Linked DNA regions of Mus musculus: region 2 is linked to region 1. Evidence: chromatin contacts called from public HiChIP or PLAC-seq data. All regions are on one chromosome and are shown on one strand. Each heading gives the region's core, a stretch centred on a gene start, on an enhancer-like site or on the middle of the called end of the contact. The rest is flanking DNA. Distances are from core to core; before and after follow the strand shown. Region 1 overlaps Srgap3 (SLIT-ROBO Rho GTPase activating protein 3). Region 2 overlaps Srgap3 (SLIT-ROBO Rho GTPase activating protein 3).

Region 1 (4,027 bases), core at 1,396-3,895:
TTGGGCAGTTGTATCTTACCCATGTTCCTATTGGGCAGTTGTATCTCTTACCCATGTTCCTATTGGGCAGTTGTATCTCTTACCCATGTTCCTATTGGGCAGATGTATCTCTTACCCATGTTCCTATTGGGCTGGTTCTTACTCCTTCCTTCTGGATTTGTAAAAGTTGATTTTATTTTCTGGGTATTAAAATTTTATTAATTCTGTGAAGACCAAATATCTTCTCCTTATCTCAAAAGTATTTTGTCTATCAATCTATTAATTTGTTTGTTGTTGTAGGGTTTGTTGTTGGATATATATCTAGATGATAGATGATAGATATAGATATAGATATCACCAGCCCAAACCACAACAAAGTTAGAAATTTAAAATAATAAAAAGCTATTAAAAATATTTGAAATGGCTAGGCATGGTAGTTTATACCTTTAATCCCAGCCTTGGGAGGCAGAGGCAAGCAGATTTCTGTGAGTTCAAGGCTGACCCACTCTGTGTTGCAAGCTCCAGGCCAGCCAGGGATACATGATGAGACCCTGCCTCAAAAGCAAAACAGAAATATTTTGAACAAGAGGGAGAAACCCATGAATTTGATTATTATGAGAAATGAAGGAATTACAATGTGAACTATGAAATATGTATATCTGAACGGCAATGACAGACCATTACCAACACTCCCGGGATGTGGCTAATTTGTGCTTCAAGGACATTAATCTGCACTCACTCCTCTCTCCTCACGTATGCATCTTAATGACACTTCCTAACTGAATCAGCTTGGCACACAGGAACATTCTTAACGTGTGCATATTAATCTTATGAGCAGCCATGAAGCAGGAAGCAGGATTTGCTAGCGGGGCTGGTGAACCGTCTTCATCGGGCTGAGGGGGTCTTTAGTGGTCCCAATTTCTTCATTTTTTTTCTTAAATGGTAAGAAGTTAGAAGTCAAGGGTACCTCTTTCCTCTATGTTGTACAGGCTAGAGGTCCTAGTCAAAGTCATAAGGTAAAGGAAGGAAGGAAGGAAGGAAGGAAGGAAGGAAGGAAGGAAGAAAGATGAGGTTATAAAAAATAAAAAAGAAGACAAAGCCTTGTGAGTGTCTTCCGAGGATTTGTTTAACCTGTGCCCCCTGAAGAAAACCTTCCTAGCATCCTGTCCCCAATCTTCCCTCACGTCATTCCTTCTCAAAGGCCAACAAAGAATCCTAGGAATCACTAGCGTGCGTTGACTGCTCCCTGTGTACTAGGTGGGCATTTCATCTCATCTCTTAACCTTGTACCAGCCATGGGAAGGAGATGTCCATTAGCTCCACTTTGAAAATGAGAAAGCAGAGTGGAAGGCATCAAGCTTCGCCCACGTGGCTGAAAGAGACGGAGACGGGGCTCAGCTGTGGTACTGCTCTGCCTCTCCCTCTGATCTCTGCTTCTCTCATTTTCCCAAAGCTCCGTGGATTTGCCAAGGCCATGTAACGCTCAAGCTCCCCTTCAGGACTAAGAACATCCTCCTAGGAAATGCTATCCGCGGCTGAAGGAGCCATCTGTCTAAGCAGGCACCCCTGCCTCCCCAGCCCACACTTCTAGAGACAAGCACCAAGCAATGAATAGTCAGTAGAAGGGTGGAAGGGCCCAACCTCTAAGCACAAGGCAGGGGTCTCAGCTTCCCTATAACTGCCACACACTTTGTCCCTGAACGCCCTGCTCCCCATACCTTTCTCCAGGTGAGGACCCAACCTATTCTGCTCTGTGCCTGTCTGAGAGCCAGCTTCCTGCAGAAGCCAAGCAGTGATGAATGTTAACCAGTTTTACTGCAGCACTGAATCCCCAATATCACATCTTCTTGAACCTCCCTCTGAGAGAACTTGGGTCGGGATGATCGCCCCTCACCCCTGCATCCAAACGAACCATTTCTTTGTATCTACTGTAACTTCTATACTACTCTGGGAGCTCCCCAAGAGAGGCCATTGTGTTTGGACTATTTCCAGTCTTGTTCATCACCTATCTCTGAGTTGGATATAAAACTGAAGCTTCCACCTTGTTGAATTTCCTATTCTGTAAAATGGGGTGATGACACTATGTTCCTATCGGACAGATGTAAAGAATTCAGAGCACATAGACCGCTTAGGGTCTTGTATAGACTAAGCACTCATTAATCCTTTCTTTGCTACAATTCCTTATCTGCTGTCATAATAGCACTAGTCTATGAGTACTGAACGATTGGAAAAGCCTGCTGAGGCCTGCCTCACAGGCTGTCTCCCTAGGAGACACAGGAGGCAGGCTGAGGTCTCTCATCTCTTTGTTCTCCCCGCCCCAGTGCAGACCTCACTGCTGGACCCTCCAGCTTGCAAACCCTCACTCTCTCCTGCAAGGGAGAAAAAAATGAAAAATAAACTTGGCTTTGAATCCAAGGCCATGGCTGCTTTTGATCTCTGTTACAAAGCAAAGCAATTATCGGACACAAAAGCCTTGATTTATTTATGAAATTCGATGGACATCTTCGAGGCGGGGACGAGAAAACTCACTCAAGAGCAAGTCCTTGTTGCCACACAGTGAATGGCTGCTTTCAAACACTGGCCCCCCAAACGCCCTCTCGGCTCTGCTAAGAGTCTCTCCTCATTAGTGCTTCTTCCAGAATGCTGCAGCTTCCAACAATCAAATTCACATCACGGCCAGGGCACGTAATTAAATTCTACAGGCATCGGAGTGCAGAATAATGGACGGCTATTGTTAAGGAAACTGAAGAAAACAGATTGAGGCTGCGGATGGGATGGGCTTCAATACCTAGTCTCAGCAACAGACAGGGGTAGAAGGAAAGAGTGTGACACACAGTGACCCTCTCCCAGCTGCTGTACCATGAAGGGGTAGACTCAGAGCTGGGTCAAATACCTAAGTTTGGGAAAAGAATATGCCCTTAGCAGACATGGGCCTCAGTTTCTGTTTAACAAGGAGGCTGCACTGGAAGTCCTTCCCTGGCGTGTTTCCACAGTTGGCTGAGAACTGGTTAGAAATGCAGATCCCCCGACCTACTAAATCCACAACTGTGATGGTGGAGCCCAGCAGTGTACCTAGCACACCTTCAGGGGACTCTAACGCAGGCTAGACTATGACACTCACTGGCAGGCTATGTTTAAGGGTAAGACCTCAAACTCAAAGGCAGGAACGGCCAGGATGATAAAACAAAGGAGTCAACACAGCATATTAGACACCATTCGGGAGGCTGGGCAGTGAAAAACACTGTTTTGTTTGGTTTGGGTTTGGACTTTGTGAGACAGGGTCTCAAGTAGCTCTGGCTTGTCTAAAGCTCACTGTGTATAGCTGAGGCTGGCCTTGAACTCCTGATTTTCTTGCCTCCATCTCCCAAGTGCTGCGATTATATGTGTGTGCCTGCCAACCTACCCAGCTTGAAATCTCCAAGTTTTAAAATGCAGTGGTTTCTAACCTGTGAGTTGAGACCCATTTGGGGAGACCACCAGAAAACACAGATGTACACATTATGATTCATAACAGTAGCAATTATGAAGTAGCATAACAGTAGAAGTTATGAAGTAGCAACAAAAATAATTTTATGATTGGAGGGTCAGCACAATATGAGGAACTGTATTAAAGGGTCACAGCATTACAAAGGCTGAGTACCACTGTCTTAATGTAATGCGAGCCAAACAGATTATGCTTAATTAAGAGCTGAATTTGGCTTAGACTACTGTTTGTAACCTCAGTCCTGATGCTATCTCTGACCTCCGCCATGATCTATTCTGTCCGAGATTCCAACTCCCTTTCCCAATTGGGAGACTCACATTTACCCTTCAACACCAACCTCCCGCCCCCACGCCTGCCAGTCACCCTCATGTTTAACTCATTCTCAAATCTCAGCCCCACTTTCTACATCCTAAAGGAAAAGACTCAAACACAGAGCCAATCAATTGTCATGAGAAGGTATATAGGCTACTTTTCTATTGGTATGATAAACCACCATGACCAAACAACTTATGGGATAAAAAAGTATTTAATTGGGCTTATGGTTCCAGCAGATTAGAGTCTGCT
Region 2 (4,478 bases), core at 244-2,743, 93 kb after region 1:
TGTGGCTGCGCACTTGGTGTCCCTCTGTGCCAAGCTCAGAGCCTGACACATGCTGGTACTTCAAAGATATCTGGAGGGTCTGGAGAGAAGGCTCGGCGGGCAGACAAAGTCCTTGACTCACAGGCATAAGGACTAGAATCCAGACCCTGAGAACCCATGTACATGCCTGGTGGATAGGGAGGCATGATATTCTGGCACTCAAGACAGAAACGATGGATCTAGAGAGCAAGCTGGCTAACTCGACTACTCATATTGACAAGCTCTGGGTTCAATTGAGAGACCTCAGTAAGCATGGTGGAGGGTGATTGAGGAAATGTCTTGATGTCAGCCTTGGTTGCTGTGAGCTGCCAGGACACACATATGAGCATATGTACCCACATACACAAACATGCATACACATCACACCGAGAGACGTGTGTGTGTGTGTGTGTGTGTGTGTGTGTGTGTGTGTGTGTGTTTTTAAAGGGTTTATTAAATAATGAAGTTAGAGAACCCTGGAATAGACAGCCCTTTGCAAATGGTTTCCACAGCTCAAGACTCTTTTTGATTTTCATGGCAACCTTGTACTCCTTCCTGCAGATAAAGATGCAAAGAGCATATTCGAATGCAGCCAGATATGCACAGGGTTTCCTTCCCTTCCCTTCCCCACCTCCCACCAAATCCCAGAGAAGTGGATGAGACAAAGTTTGTCCCCACTACCACCTGGCCCTCTCCTGTTTTTGTGACTGCCTCATTTGCAGATCAAGATGCGTGAGTGGTGCAGGAAACAAATGGGAGAACTGGAATTTGAAAGCCACTTAAACCTCAAGTCCGAAGACTTCATGAGTCAAAATTCCAGCCAACAGGGTCCTGTGATATTCAACAAATCTGGAAGAGGCAGAAAGCGTAATGAAAAAGCTAGAGGCACAAAATCCTGGGGCTTTCACAGGCAGGGCTCTGAGTTGAGCATTAATAGGCAGCCTCCACAGCACTGGGGGAGGGGAGGAGCTCTCTTTTCCCCCCCAATTTATAAACGCACACCTCCCATCATGCCTGGGTTTTAACTAGATGTGTTTGGTCATCTGGTGTCTTCGGCTCTGAACTTATCTCTGTTTCTGTGTTGAACACTGGCTGTCTCCACTCCCTGAATACCCTATCAGTCAGGAGATAAAACGGGGGGGGGGGGGGGGGGAGGGAGAGCACACAAAAGCCCTTTTCCAGCTTCAAAATACAAAATTTTCTCTCTTCTGCCCAATGGGGGTTGGGGGTAGGAGACAATTCTACACCCAAATGCGGTACCAAGCAGATTTAACCTCGCTAAGGTTCTTTTTTTTAAGTGCTAATCAAATGCGTGATTTTTTTTATTCCCCTAAAGAAACTGTGATAATACAATTAGTGATACACAGAGACCTAAAGCTGGGAAAGGCTGGTCCTCCCCGCCCCCAGCCTCAGCAGCCATAGGAGTGAGGCTTTGAAATGAAGAAATCTATTGTCCCAGGGAAGCTAACTCACAAATCCCAGCAGAGTGGGGATGCTGGGAACCTCCCTTTGTGCAGGCAGCCAAGAGTTGTGCGGTACAAGCTTCAGACGTAGCCTTGCCTGGCCTATTTGTGACTTGTTTAAGCTTCCACCAGCCATAAATATTGATCCCCATGTAGGATGTAGGGACTTAGCAGTGCAAACGACGTGTGGGACTGAACAGCTGGAAAAGACTCTCCTTTCAGACCCCAGAGTGGGGAAGGAACATCCGGAGTGTGGCTGACTCTCATCCGAAGATGTGTATGGAGCTCTCCAGACAATCCAATCAATACACAGAGCCCTACATATCATTTCAGTTCAGATGCTCCAGTAGTCACAAAGAAGAGGAGGTGAGACTCATGCTAATGCTATGTTCTCTTTACCCTGAATATTCAAACTGTTATTACCTACATCTGTAATAAGTATAGAGTATTATTAATAAAACATTTTACATTCCCCGCTGTGTGTATACAAGTGTTCCTCACTGTGTGCATGTGTGTGTGTGTGTGTGTGTGTGTGTGTGTGTGCGCGCCCTCGCACATATAAGCCAGAGGTCAGCCTCCAGTGTCATACCTCAGACACAGTCCACCTTGCTTTTTGAGACAGAATCTCCCACTGGCCTGGAGCTTGCTGATACTAGGCTAGGCTAGTTGGCCAGTGAACCTCAGAGATCCACCTGCCTCTGCCACCACCACCACCCCCGCCCCCCAACAATGGGATTACAAGCTCACACCACAACACCTACCATTGCTTGACAATACAGGATGCCTTGCTTCCCCACTTCATGACCCTCTTCCTCCCCCTGCTAAAAGTTATCTTCAAGAAGCAGGGAATCTTTCCAGCATGCTAAAAGGATCCTTATATGGCTGTCTCCTGAGAGGCCCTGCCAGGGCCTTACAAATACAGAGGTGAATGTTCGCAGCCAACCATTGCACTGAGCATGGAGTTAGAGAAAGAACTGAAGGAGCTTGGAACCCCACAGGAAGAACAACAATATCAACCAACCAGAGCTCCCCAAAACTCCCAGGGACTAAGCCATCAACAAAGGAGTACACATGGCTCCAGCTGCATATGTAGCAGAGGATAGCCTTGTCATGCATCAATGGGAGAAGTCCTTGGTCCTATGAAGGCTCAATGGATGTCCCAGTGTAAGGGAATCGAGGGCAGGGAGGTGGGAGTGGGTGGGTGGGTGGGTGGGGGGTGGAACACCCTCATAGAAGCAGGGGGAGGGAGGATGTGATAGGGGGTTTCTGGAAGGGAGGGAAACCGGGAAAGGGGATAAAATTTGAAATGTAAATAAAGAAAATATCCAATTAAAAAAACTAAATAATAATGTTAAAAAAGCAGGGAATCTGTGTTGGTTACTACAGTCCTAGACCCTAGGCTGGCACTGGGAGCACAGTCAGTCCTCAACTGTCTTTGCTGAATGAATGGATGGGATGTAGAATCCAGTGAGTGCGGTAGCTAATCCTTGCACAGGGAACCCTGGGCCTGTTCTCTAGGGACTGAGTGGGGTTCTGGAATGGGAGACTTTGGGTACAGGAACTGGGTAAGTTCCAGGTAGACCAGGACAAGCTGGTAATCTGTCCTCAAGGCGTCTGCGTTAGGTACCATCAGACCCGTTTTACCAGATAAAATCTCAGACCCAGAGACAGGGAGACAGAGGACTCTGACCGAGCCAACTCCAAGTTCCCTTCCAATAATCTAAACCCCTCATTTTTCATGTTTGTTACTGTTTCATATAACTTTGGCTCAAACGCTGACTTCCTTCTAACTAAGCCCAGGGATACCAACTAGGACTTCCTCTCATTCACCAAGTGGCGTCTGCCTGGGTCCTTATCTGTGGCGCTGGGCTCGGTTCTAGGCAGGAGTTTGCAGCACTTGGCATTGAGCTGCTGCTTCTGTGAAGTGCAGCTTGTTTTGTTTTGTTTTGTTTTGTTTTGTTTTGTTTTGTTTTGTTTTGTTTTGTTTTCGAGACAGGGTTTCTCTGTGTAGCCCTGGCTGTCCTGGAACTCACTTTGTAGACCAGGCTGGCCTCGAACTCAGAAATCTGCCTGCCTCTGCCTCCCAAGTGCTGGGATTAAAGGTGTGCGCCACCACCGCTCGGAGGCTAAATGCAGCTTTTTCAGAAGAAGATGTATTATCTATATTTGAGCTCTGCAAGAGGCTGTGGTGGGATAAATCTATAGTTAAGAGTTTACTATCATGAGGCAAATTAACATCCCTGTCACTTGAATATTTGCTTTTTTTGTGATAAGAGCAGCTAAAATTTATTCATTTAACCAAAATTCTTAATAGAATTCCTTTTTGGTGGGGAGCTCCTTATTGGGCCCCCTCCTGCTAATTACCCTGCCCACCTCAGCCTCGTCTGCCCTTCACGTCTCTTATTTTCTGTTCTCTGCCTGATGACCACACCTACCCACTTCCTGGTCACCGGTGTCTCAGTCTCTACTTTTGTACCGCTGGCTTTTGAAGAATTTCACAAGTGATTTGTAGGCTCTTTCTCTGTATTTTTCATTCTTTTATTTCATATACTTTTTTTATATATATTTTTCTTTCTGTATCTATCTCATTTCACTCAACATGATGTTCCTGGGTCCTTTTGTGTTGTGGCAAATGCAGGTCCCCCTGTGTGTATCTATACACAGATACGTGTTTACATGTGCCCAGACTGACTATGGAACAGTCCCAGTGAGGCCTCGGTAGGCTCCCAGGGGATGCCAGGTGCTGGGGTGGCACTGCACAGTTGGTCCAGGCTGGGGAGAAGGAAGGCATTCATTCTTCTGTTTTCATCTACGAGGACATTTTCCTCAGTGGGCAGACAGCAGTGTCCCAAGACCCAAGGAAAATCTTCAGCCTTGAAGGAATATTAGAGTTTAGGTCTTGAACATCACTCATGGGCTCTGGCTTGGTCCCCGGGAATGAGATACCAGAGGCAATGAAGTCTTTAAGCAATCAGACTGAGTGGAACAGGACCAAGA

Evidence for each region. HiChIP or PLAC-seq counts read pairs in DNA pulled down with a chosen protein or histone mark.
Region 2: a contact with region 1 is called in an H3K4me3 HiChIP or PLAC-seq map of embryonic midbrain, with 2.4 times the contacts expected there. The contact joins two enhancer-like sites. A contact is called at or near these places in 3 of 484 Hi-C or Micro-C datasets (the N1E-115 cell line, embryonic stem cells and nephron progenitors), 3 of 115 datasets of contacts at active chromatin or transcription factors (SST interneurons, embryonic midbrain and embryonic stem cells) and 2 of 9 other capture datasets (embryonic stem cells and liver).

The regions. Positions count from the first base shown.
Region 1 is chr6:112,807,451-112,811,477 of GRCm38.p6, forward strand. All of the region lies in intron 3 of Srgap3 (SLIT-ROBO Rho GTPase activating protein 3), which reads right to left. Among named protein-coding and RNA genes, the nearest start is that of Gm26799, 110 kb to the left of the region's middle. RefSeq lists an enhancer at 1,078-4,027. Within about 2 kb of position 2,646, at least 65 of the 459 cell types and tissues checked have an H3K27ac peak or open chromatin away from gene starts, as enhancers often do. A contact at or near this core is called in the N1E-115 cell line, where this site is marked.
Region 2 is chr6:112,901,943-112,906,420 of GRCm38.p6, forward strand. All of the region lies in intron 1 of Srgap3 (SLIT-ROBO Rho GTPase activating protein 3), which reads right to left. Among named protein-coding and RNA genes, the nearest start is that of Srgap3, 43 kb to the right of the region's middle. Within about 2 kb of position 1,494, at least 49 of the 459 cell types and tissues checked have an H3K27ac peak or open chromatin away from gene starts, as enhancers often do. A contact at or near this core is called in the N1E-115 cell line, where this site is marked.